Regions from separate parts of the Mus musculus genome. Here region 1 is linked to region 2. Evidence: chromatin contacts called from public promoter capture Hi-C data. All regions are on one chromosome and are shown on one strand. Each heading gives the region's core, a stretch centred on a gene start, on an enhancer-like site or on the middle of the called end of the contact. The rest is flanking DNA. Distances are from core to core; before and after follow the strand shown. Region 1 holds the start of Col6a3 (collagen, type VI, alpha 3). Region 2 holds the start of 4933400F21Rik (RIKEN cDNA 4933400F21 gene).

The links. Promoter capture Hi-C pulls out the DNA fragments that hold promoters and counts their contacts.
Region 1: a contact with region 2 is called in a promoter capture Hi-C map of hippocampal neurons, with 5 times the contacts expected there. The contact joins the promoter of Col6a3 here to the promoter of 4933400F21Rik in region 2. A contact is called at or near these places in 1 of 39 promoter capture datasets (hippocampal neurons) and 1 of 9 other capture datasets (embryonic stem cells).

The regions. Positions count from the first base shown.
Region 1 is chr1:90,840,149-90,845,861 of GRCm38.p6, reverse strand. Col6a3 (collagen, type VI, alpha 3) reads left to right here and starts at 1,891. Exons shown (of 44, transcript NM_001243008.1): 1 at 1,891-2,116.
Region 2 is chr1:89,682,057-89,687,697 of GRCm38.p6, reverse strand. It overlaps 4933400F21Rik (RIKEN cDNA 4933400F21 gene), which reads left to right and starts at 3,806. Exons shown (of 4, transcript NR_015540.1): 1 at 3,806-4,011. The region is part of intron 9 of Agap1 (ArfGAP with GTPase domain, ankyrin repeat and PH domain 1); the gene reads right to left.

The sequences.
Region 1 (5,713 bases), core at 642-3,141, 1.2 Mb before region 2:
TGTGCACCTGCAGCCTCAGCTGTGTGTGTGTGTGTGTGTGTGTGTGTGTGTGTGTGTGTGTGTGTGTGTGTGTGTGGCTGGATGGATAGAGACAGGATTGGATTGCCAAAGCTTGGCAGCTGACAGCTGAGCTCCAGGTTCAGTGAGAGGCCTGTCTCAAGGGAATAAAGTAGAGAAGGACACAGCAGGAACCCGTGTTCTTCTCTGGCACCCAAGTGTACCCCTCTTTCCAGTATGAAAGGGTTTCAGGTTGGGGAGGTCCTTGAGGTTTTTGAGAGATGTACTTTAAAGTGCTTTGAAAGGTACAAAGCTCTGTAGAAACCCGTGTTCCCACTGGAGAGTTTCTGTAGGAGTCTGAGCCAGAAAACCGCCCCCACCCCAGTGTGCGCCCAGAAGGAGACCTCACAATCAGGATCATTATGTATAGAACTCTTGCCCTCTTGCCTTTCGCGCTGGCAAACAGAACTCTGGTTAGCGGCAAGCCAAGGAGACGACGCTAATTGCTGGGTTTGATATTTGAAAAGAGAGATTATTAAGCGAGGTCTCAGTTCAGAAACTTCAAGAAGAAATGGGAGGGTGTGGTGAGGGTGGAGGGGGGGAGATTGCATTTCCTGTTTTTCTTTCTGATGGTGGTTGAAAACCATGGATACCCACGGAGAAATTCCAAAACTCATTCTTTTTCCTGCAGAGGCCTGGCCTAAAAGGTGATGGGTAGAAGTGGCAAATTCATTAATTTTTTTGTAGCTATTGAAGTGCATTTAAACTATTTAATTTTTTTTACTTTATGTGTATGAGTGCTTTGTCTGCATTTATGTCTGTATACCGTATGTGCCTTGTGGGCTTGGAGGTCTGATGGGGGTGTCAGATCCCCTGGACCTAGATGGTTGTGAGCTCCCATGTGGGTACTGGGAACTGAACCTAGGTCCTCTGCAAGAGCAGCCACTGAGCCATCTCTTCAGCCCCTCCATCTTTCTCCTCTCCTCTCCTCTCCTCTCCTCTCCTCTCCTCTCCTCTCCTCTCCTCTCCTCGCTTCTCCTCTCCTCTTCTCTGTTCTTCTTTCCCTTCCTCTCTCCTTCTCTCCCTCCTTCCCTTCCTTCTTTCTTGTTGAGATAGGTTCTCTCTGTCTTTATTTGGTACTTACTGATTCAGCTAAATTCACTGACAGTAAGACCCAGGGATCTGCCTTTCTCTGCCTTCCCAGTGATGGTTTGACACCACATTGGCTTTTTCTTTTTTTAAATTTCTAATGTGTATTTTGGGGACAGACCTCAGGTCCTCTTGCTCAGGCATTAAACATTTTATGGCCTCTGGCAGTCAGTCTGTGGGTTGTGACCCTGATGGGGGTCGAATATCCAATTCATAACATTATGATTCGTGACAGTAGCAAAATTGCAGGTATGAAGTGGCAATGAAGTAATTTTATGGTTGGGGGTCAGCACAGCATGCATTAAAGAGTCGCAGCCCTAGAAAGGTCAAGAACCATGGGGCTAAAGCTGTTTCCCCGACTCTTTCGGGTCTCATCTTTACCACACTTTAGTCTTACCTCAGTAACCAATGACTGAAAAATCTAATTCCTTCTAGCTCATGGTCCATTTCCTCCCCCCACCCCCCTTCTTAGAGCTGGAGTTTGCAGGAGTCCAGCTAAATGCTTGTAAGGCAAAGACGGCCTTCATAGGTGACATCAGCTTGCAGAGCAGGCCAGAAGCAACAGAGCCCCAGGTCTGGTTTTCATTTACAGTTTGGGTCTGTCCTATGGCAGGGAGGGGAGAAGAGGGGTTTGGAGGAAGGAAGGAGAAGGAGGAGGAGAAGAAGGCAGGGGAGGAGGGAGAGAGAGGCGGGAGCGAGAGGAGGAGCAGGAGGAAGCCCTGACTGTACCCCTGGACCCTGTCCAGTTTGGAGTTCAGCCTTTCCCCAAAGGCTGCTCAGTTCTCTAGGCTCCAGCTTCCAGCGAGGATTGCAAGAGGAGACTGTGTCTTCTGATCCTGGATCCTCTGTTCCTTGGTGGAGAAGGGTTGCAGGAAGAAAAGGAGACTTAGCAAGAGAGAACACTATGCATCCTGGTGAAGCGTGATTGAGTTTAGAAGCCCAGGGACACGCGTCTTCAGGTCCGCTCAGGGTAAGTGTGAGTTTTTGCTTATTCGTTTCCTCTGTGGCATGAGGGAAACACTTCAATCAGAAGTGAGTTAGTGGCTCTTACGATCACCCCGTCACTCAGTTTTCTGGACATACTTTAGGAGTCTGCTGCTCTTTCTTTCCTTTGTGGCACAAGGGTTTCTTTAACCTGCTGAAGGTCACGGATTGTCCGATTGTGTCTAGGTTTGCTGCTGCGGGGAGTGTCCTGTGTGTCCCTGCCTGCATGCTATGCACTTCTGACTGGTGCTCTCCTCCAGCTGGCTTGTTAAAAGTCGCTTCTCCTTCCCCAGACCAGCTGCTTTGTTTGCAGAGGCATCTGATGGGAGCATAGGGCAACCTGCAGAGTGGACCCCAGAGAGAGCTCATCTCTTTGGGTTCTCCAAGGGTCATGGGTAGGGGTATACTCTTAAGTGCAGAGAGGCTGGTCAGGCAAACTGCTGTCTTCCGAGTTTGGAGAGATACTGGTGCCAGTTGCAGGGCTGGGCCGGAGCTGCTTAGCCATGGCCATCAAGGCTGCTGCTTCATCATTTTAGGTATCTGAAGTCACTGTTGTAGGATTTGTCCTTTGAGGATGCTTAAGGGAACTGCAGGCCTAAAGCATGCGCAATGTGATACTAGAGCAACTTCCCCAGTGGATAAGGCAAAGCTCGGGACTGGGCTGCCGTGGGTTGTCCAGATGAGAGGCCTGTGCCAAGTTGGGAGGCCCAAGGGCTATTCCCTGGCCATGAGGATGCTGGGTGGGGTTCAGGCCCTCTCTCACTGAGGATGGAAGAGAGTTCCTGGATGGTTGCCAGCCCATTTGGGGATCTATTTCAAGCTACCATGGGATCAATGCAAGGGTGGGGCCAATGGGAAGGGTTCATTGGAGTACTGGAGAAAGGCTAAGAAAAATGAATTTCACAAAAGCCCAGGCAAACTTAGGGACTGGTGTGGACTTCAAGAACAAGTTGTATGAGCACCAGTGGGCACACTACACCCTAGAGAAGTCATTTCTCTCCCTACCCCGAGCTGACTCCAGATGAAAACCCCAGAGTCTCAGAGCTTCAAGGGGATTCATGGGACCTGAGGACAGTTCCCAGCTTCCCAGAGCAAGCTGAAATGTGGAAAAGACTTTAAAATAAAAATCATATTGCTTTTAACAAAAACAATATGGGACCAACTGATTGCTGTAGCTTCCACTACTGGGACTTTTTGACTTCTTTCCTGGGTGATTCTGGGCTAGAAGATTCCAGTGCTGTCATCCTTGGCTTATGGGTGAAGAGAGAGAAGCTCTGAGATGCTGGACTACTGGCCGGGCCCACCTGAGTGTCTGACTTTCAGTAGCATCCTTTCCCATTGATGGAGCCATGGAGTTGATGAGCCAGCAGTAGGGGACCCTTTAGATCTCCATGTGGGATGGGCTGACAGACTGATCCCCTCTGAGGAGACTGTTCATCTGTTACAATCTGTTCAAAGCCATAGGACACTTGACTCAGTTTTCACAAAGGTACACAACTCATGGGGAATGAAGGGAGGCCCACGCGGGATTCCACTCAGGAGGCCAGCTTGATGGCACAGAGGGCTTACAGTAATAGCCTGAATTTTGTGCTGTGGGTTTCTGCTGAGGCTGAAGGAATGGGGTGTAGAACTTCTTTGAGAGAGATTTATGATTGGGGACAGTGGTCCAATGTCTGGGCATCTTTCATCAAGCAAAACTTTACATTGTCACAAAGGGAATATTCTCTCTCTCTCTCTCTCTCTCTCTCTCTCTCTCTCTCTCTCTCTCAGCAGAGGAAAGGCATTCAGCTGACACTGGGTGGGGAAGATGGTCAGGATGGGTGACAGAGAATGGTTCTCCTGGATTTTTTCAGTCTGGGAACTAGAGGGTGTGGCCCCAGTGCCTTCCTTGAGGGTGACTGAGGTATCCTTTGGCCTAAGAGCGTATCTTACCTTGGAGGTGTGTACCACACCCCGTTCTGGTGGAGACCGTCAAGCTTGGGAACCTAATGATGTATCTGAGACAAGATAAGCATGGTTCAGATCGAGAACTGTCTGTGTCTCTGCACTGTGCTGTATCCTATGATAACTGCAATTCTGTGACTTCAGACAGTACAATCTACAATGTATCAATGACCACAGAGTACAGAAAGTTCCTCTATTCACCCAGCTTCTGGAGCTGTGAACTCTGACCTTAGTTTTGGAGTAAAACCTACAGACCCCAGTGCTCAAGGCCACGGTCTCCTCCTGAAACCACCTTCCTTCTTTGGAGTGGGTGGAGACATGTACTACTATCCAGGGCTTGGTTTGCTTTCCCGCTCTTTCCGGACGTTTGGTGACTTGGAGAAAGAGTGGCTAAAATAGAGCGCTGCTGTATGTGCTGTGACACCACCTGCTTTTATGCGAAATTCCACATTCAGGATTGAAAATTCACTAGTGAGTTGCCAACTGTGTTGTGTAAGATGCTCTTGCAGGATGCAAACAATGAAACTCTGTGGAAGAAGCTGCGAATCTGGTGTCTCTTGGGGATGGGCAGCAGGTGATGTCCAGGGCTGAAGGAGGCACTGTGTACTGAGGAAGCTTTTCTCCACTGACTGACCCACAGGCAGGAACTGCACATGGTGTCCTGGCTGTGGCAGACAGGCAGTAAAAACACACACAAATAGTTGGTGACTTGGGAAGTGACATTTTAAAATCCCGTCGGTAGCTCAGCCAAACCCAGAAAGTGCTTCAAATTTTAAGATTTAAAAAAAAAATATTTCTAATCATGTACGCGCACATGTGTGGGTGTGAACACCAGTGTAGGTGTCTGCAGTGGCCAGAGGTGTTGGATCCCTCTGGAGCTGGAGTTGCGGGTGGTTGTGAGCAACCTCACATCGGAACTAAACTCAGGTCCGGTGCGAGAGCAATGAGTGCTCTCACCCGCTGAGCCCTCTCTCCAGGCCTGCTCCAGGTTCTAACACACATTGTTAAAGTACATGAGGACATTTCTCTCTATTCTGCTTATCCTCTTATAAAGCTTCTTGGTGCTGCTCATGGTCCAAACCCCAAGTGATAATTCCCCATAAAACCCACTGCCATCCCGATCATGGCAGTGAGTATCTTGTTGGGGAGTGCCAGCCAGGTCCTGGTTCTTAAAAAGAGAGATCCTCTGTAGCAATGAATTTTATGTTAGGTTTTAAAACTGAAACTCTTAATGCATCCCAATATCCCGGGTCTGTTTTGGGAAAGGAAGTTTGAGTGGGCACATGGCTGCTTCTGGGAATGCATTCTGGACTCTTTTCTCTAGAGGGCAGTGTATCCCTTGGCGTGCCTGGAAAATCCAAGTTCCTGGCGGTTTCCAGGGTGGGGTTTCAGGGCTCATAGGGAGTCAACAATTTACACCCCAGCTTGTGGGTGGCAGCTAGGATTGGCTGTTCCAGCCCAGTCTCTGTGCCGGGCATACATTTAAAATTCCATTTTTCTTCCTTGCTTGTGTATGAGCATTCAGAAATGAAATTATGCCTTCATACAACACATTCTCTGCTCTTAAGTAATTCCAGGTCAAGAGCATCGGGCAACTGGCAAATTTTAAAGGAAACATTGCCTGAATCTAAGTTATAAG
Region 2 (5,641 bases), core at 2,557-5,056:
AATCTCTCCTCTCTCCTCCAGCTCTTAATACCTAACCATCCACCCACAGTATTTTTACAGATGACCACCTGCTTTCCTGTCCACAGGCTGTGCCCCTCCCCAGGGCCCAGCAGAGCTGGTGTGCACATGGTCTCTCCAGTCAGCAAAAAGAGAAGTCAGTATACTCTGTTCACTGCCAATTACAGAGATTAGCACTGACCCAGGAAAGGTAGCATGGTTATATATGATGAATGTTGTACATTCCTGAATGCTCATCAACTGGAATTAACTTTAAACACCTGTAATATGTAATTTATGGCACGTGTCACCCACTCTGAGGTCCTGGGAAATTCAACCATCAAGAGTTGAGGAAGCACTCACTCACAAAGTTTTAAAACATCATAAAAATGGCTGCCACTGACTCCTCCACTAAACAGTAAGGAAAAGTGGTGGTAAAATATTACAGACCAAACTGAGCCAGCCTGAGATTGGAATGAAAGGGGACATCTGTAAATGTCCACGTGGAGGATCACTGGCTGTGGGAAAGAGCCCAGCAGCCACAGACCAGGGGAGGTGCTTACAGATGACACAGCCATGAGGACACATCACCCAAAACATACCACAGATGACGAGAATCAGTAGCAGAGCAAACAACTCAAATTCCAAATGGGCACCAGACTGGAACAGAGACCCCACCAAAGAGCATGCAAAGGCGAGGAAGCCGGCCTTGGATGCTCAGCACTCTACACCACTGGGAATCCACACTTAAACAAGGCACAGCTGTGCAGCTGAGACAAGTGCCAGGTCTGAACCTGACAAGTGCTGACAAGAAAGCAGGACAACAGGAATCTGTGCCTTTGTGAGGGAAACTCAGGATAGTGCGGCCACTCTGGAACACAGTTTGACAGTTTCTTACAAAACTGAAACTCTTTCCCCATACAACCTGGCAGTCAGGCTCCTTGGTAGTCATGCAGATGTACTGAGAATGAAGAACCACAGAAAACTGTGGATGGAGACGCTGGAAATTTGCATTAATCACCACTGTCCAAATGTAGAACCCTAGAGGCCCTTCTACAAGGCACATGGACACTTGTGGCAGACTCTGACTACAGTGTGTTAACAAGCATTAAGGAGAAAAAGACATGCTCACTCCAACCATCTTAAGAGGTGAAAGAACTTTTAAGTAAGTGTGTGTTTGTGTGTGTGTGTGAATGCTGTGTGTCCTAGATTAATTTCTGAGGCTATGATTAAATGCTCTTAGAAAAAGGCAACTCACTGGATAAATGGGTTAATTTTGGCTCACAGTTCCACATTACAGTCCACCACTGTGGGAAAATCAGGACAAGAACGCCAAGCAGCTACTCACATTACATCTTGTCAAGAGCAGAGAGAAAGGAATCTTTCCTGCTTTCCTGCTTGCTTATGTGAATGGCTTCAGCTGTTATCCCTACCCAGGATTGCCTTCCTAGGGAATGATGCCACCCACAGTGGGCACACTTTCTTACACCAATCAACTTAAGACAAACTTCATACACATATCCACAGGCCAACCCAGTGTACACAATCCCTCACTAAACTCTTCCCACTTGACTTCAGGTTATGTCAGTTGAAAATGAAAGCTAACCAGCATAGCATCTTAAAAGGTGACTAGTAAGATCCCAACTATATGATACTGTGTTTTGCAAAAGGCAAATGACCAGTGGGACCTGGGAACGGAGGAGAGAGGACTGAATAGGTAGAAGGTTCCAGAACCTTTGAGGCATACCACATTGTAATTACTTGGAACGATGATACAGTGTTAGTGCATACTCTTGGTATATGTTTGTCCAAACCTATACAATGCACTATACCAGGAGTCAGCCCTCATGTGGAGTGGAGTCTGGACAATGTTGAGTCTTGTGTGACCACAATTTGTATGAAGTATATCATCAAGTGGGGACCCTGGTACTGGAAGCCCTGTGAGTATGTTCTCAGAATCTTCCCACCATAAGACATGTTTGGGAAATACTCACTAGGACAATGGTGACAGACCTTCCTCAACTTACTCAAAGAACCCCGCATCCTCCAAGACCACTTCTCTCAGAAAAAATTCTGAGCCCACAGAAGCCCATGAGATCCCACACTGGATTCTTCAGCCCATGATGGCTTCCTCCAAAACCTGCTGTTTGTCGAGGAAAGAACAAACTTTATCTGAAGTTTTTTTGGGTTACCAGACAGCTGACGGAATAATGTTATAGAAGGAAAACAGCAAATCATTCAGTCCAAAGCCTTCCTGCACCAGGCTTGCTTTGACCTGGGGAGGGACAGTGCCACTGTGGACAAACACAAGAGACTCTCGGAGATTACCACAGAGCAAAGAAAGCCTCAGCACGGTAAATACTTAAGTGGCCCTTTAAATATGACAGACTTACTGATAAGTACACTGAGAATCAAGGGCAGCCATGATGATTTTGGGTTAGCCCACCTACTGTCATGGGGACTCCTATATAGAGGCAAGTTCTTCCACATCTATATCTTCAGTGGTCCCAATCCATCTGTCTTCATGTTCTTTCTCTGTTTTAATCCCAATAGCCCTCCACTGGACCCTGTAGATGCCCCCCCCCAACCTGCAACAGCTCAAATCAAAGCATTCAGGTCTATTCTAGAATAAACATGGTGCATGCTCAATAGAAATGGCACCTTGGGAGCTTGTTCCTAGAGTTTGCAGCAGGAGTGACAGTTATTGGTAAGTCTTTGTCCAAGAAGGGTCTTCTAATATGGAGGAAGATTTTCTCTTCAATCAAGGATGCTGTCTGGGGAAGAAAACACACACAGTGTGCAAGGAACAGGGAGACACCCACCTAGATGGCCAGATAGACAAACTGACCCTGTCCATCAATGAGGTGACAGACATTGTAGTCACAGAGCCTTCACATCCAGATCACTAGTCTGAATGCTTTTGGTATTTTTTCCTGGGCTAGGGATGAGGTTTCACGTATCTTGGGACAATGGGCGATACCAGTGAGTACAGCCCCCCATCAGACCCACGATCACAACAGCAGCAGCCACCCCCAATCTGTTGTGTACCCTTGGGCTAGAGCCATTAAGTGCATTTCTGACTCACAGTATTTTCAATATACAATTGCCATCAAAGTTCAGTGCATAGGAGGGAGTCCCTATGTTCTTATTCTTGAGCTTGACTAAAGTGCCATGGAGCCTCCATTCGGAGGACACATTTGCCCTTGCAGACTGGGGTGACATTGTTGTCCACCATACTCAAGGCAGCAAAAGACAAGCTTCAACAGAGGGCATATGCTCCAGTTATCTGCAGAAATGACTGACGTGCCTCACTACCAAGACAAGGGCAGCTGGGCTGATTCTGTTGATTCCAGTAACTACCACAGCACAGGCTCTGCCTGCAGCCCATCATGGAACAAACAAGAATTTCAGTCATTGGAAAAGTCCTGGTGGCACGCCACCTCCAACCACCCAGAGTCTGGCTGTAGAAAAGAAGGCTACAGGAACGTTAGAAGACTTGGTCTCTGATTAGCCCCTGTGCCAGGCAGGAAGGCACAGTGGTCCTTAACACTGAGAATCAAAAATCTTGTGGGGAGGTGGACTTGAGGGTGGGGTCTGGGTCTAGAAGATGTGTCCCAAGGGGGTAGGACCCTTTGATCGTCTCAGACTGTAAAGCAGTGTCTCAGGTCTGTGGGATCTAGGAACACCAGAGGTAGCAGAAGTCAAACCCCCACACCCCCCACCGACAAAGCCCATCTTAGAATGTAGCGTATGCACTGTCTCCTTGGACACCTCTCTCTAAGCATTTTCTGCAAACCTTCTAGAACACAAACAACATGGGCTTCCCACTGAAAGCTTTAGGGCTACAGCACTGCCAATCCCAAGCTCTGTGGCTCTGAGAGTGCAGTCAATCTTCACTTCTTAAAGATGGCTATGAGGACAGACTCCCCCGTCCTAGGTTAAGCCTGGGGTCTGCTCTGGGAGCTCTGGATAGACCAGTGACAGGAGGATTACTACTGGATTCCTGACCTCAAGGTCTGCATACCGTGGTTGGGGTGGGGGTGGAGGTAAGGGTGGGGGTGGGGGACGGGGGTGGGGCTGGCATGGCATGGCCCTGGAACATGTCAGCAACACAGGTCAGCTACTTTGCTGTTCTGGGAACTCAGTCGCTGCCAGTGCCCAAGAAACACCCATTTCCCAGAAACCTGAGAACAACTAGCAAATACCCATCACAGGAATCTAAAGGTCAAGATCACTACCAACATTCTTCCTCCTTCCAAGGATCTGTAATAATTCTATCAGACCACCTTTCTGTACAAAAGCACCATTTCAGCAGGTTGTTTAGCAGTCTCAGTAAGCCCTCTAGAAAGTTCACTGCCACATAGAAACCTGCCGGGCTTACCTTCCTGGACCATGAGAAGCTTCCATCAGCAGATAAACCTTTGTGATAAACCTTGAAGTAGAGCTTAGGGCACAAGACATAATTCAGGACGATACTTGCCATGTATATTTCAGAGCACATGTAGGCTGGAGTCCATGTCCATGTCCCCTCTCCTCCCTTCAGGAACCATGTACGGCAAAGTAATATATGACAAAGTACCTCACACATGAAGAACTTTCAAAAGTCATTGATAAGGTTCATTAATGTATCAAAATGTCACCTAGTCATTGTGAGCCATTAAAAATTATTAGTACAAGTATTAGGAAAAATACTCATTAGAGTGCAGAAATATGCAGAGAAATACCAAGTATATACAGCCATCACCTTGGAGGTGCCCTGCCAGTCCTTGTCTCCTGTGTCAGACCTTCAGCCTAAACCCCGAATCCCAGCATGCACGTGATGATGGGTCTTGGTGGAGAACCAGATTCACGGAAACCCCTGAAAAAATAGTTAGCAATTCCAGGGGAAATACTAGAAATTATCTTCAAACATGAGATGCTTACAGAAGGCAAAAGCCCTATTTGTAACATCTCATGTTTACAACCGTGTCGTCCCAATCTGAAAACCCATGCATTTCCTCTCCTCTGCACTGGGAAGCTGTGCAAGCCATGATCATCAGAAGCCCAGGGCTGTACATGTCCCTTGCTTCTTGCATCCCTCAAGGCCAAGTGGGACTTCCTGCCGAACTCTCTTATTAAGTGGAGAGCCTTCTACGTTATCTGAAAACTGAAGGCAGTTGACCTAATAATGTATAGGAGCCAGCAGAACCAGGCAGTAAGATAATAAAGCCATCGCTTTGGTAGATGCTGGCCAAATCCTGACCTTTTATGCTCTGGTGCAACAAAAGGGTGAACTTAGGTAACTGCGCAGGAATTTCTGCTAAGGGCAGCATAGTTAGGCCTGTGGGCAAACAGTGATGAGAACGTTTAAGGGTGTGTGGAAACAGACAATAAGGATGGAGCTAAACACTAAACACAAGATGAAGAGCACCCCTTTCTTTCATGACGGACAACAAAATTCTAGCACCTCTGAGTAGCAGAGGCTGTATACTGTAGGACCTCCAGAGGCCGCATGTCAGTGAGGAACGTTCCAGCAGCCTGGGGTTTCTCATCAGAGGGCTGGGTGCTACAGGAATCTAACCCTCCAAGCTACCTCTGTCCCTGGCACGGTAAAGGCATTCAGATTAAGTATTTATTGCCTGGTATTGTTTACACTGACCAAGGT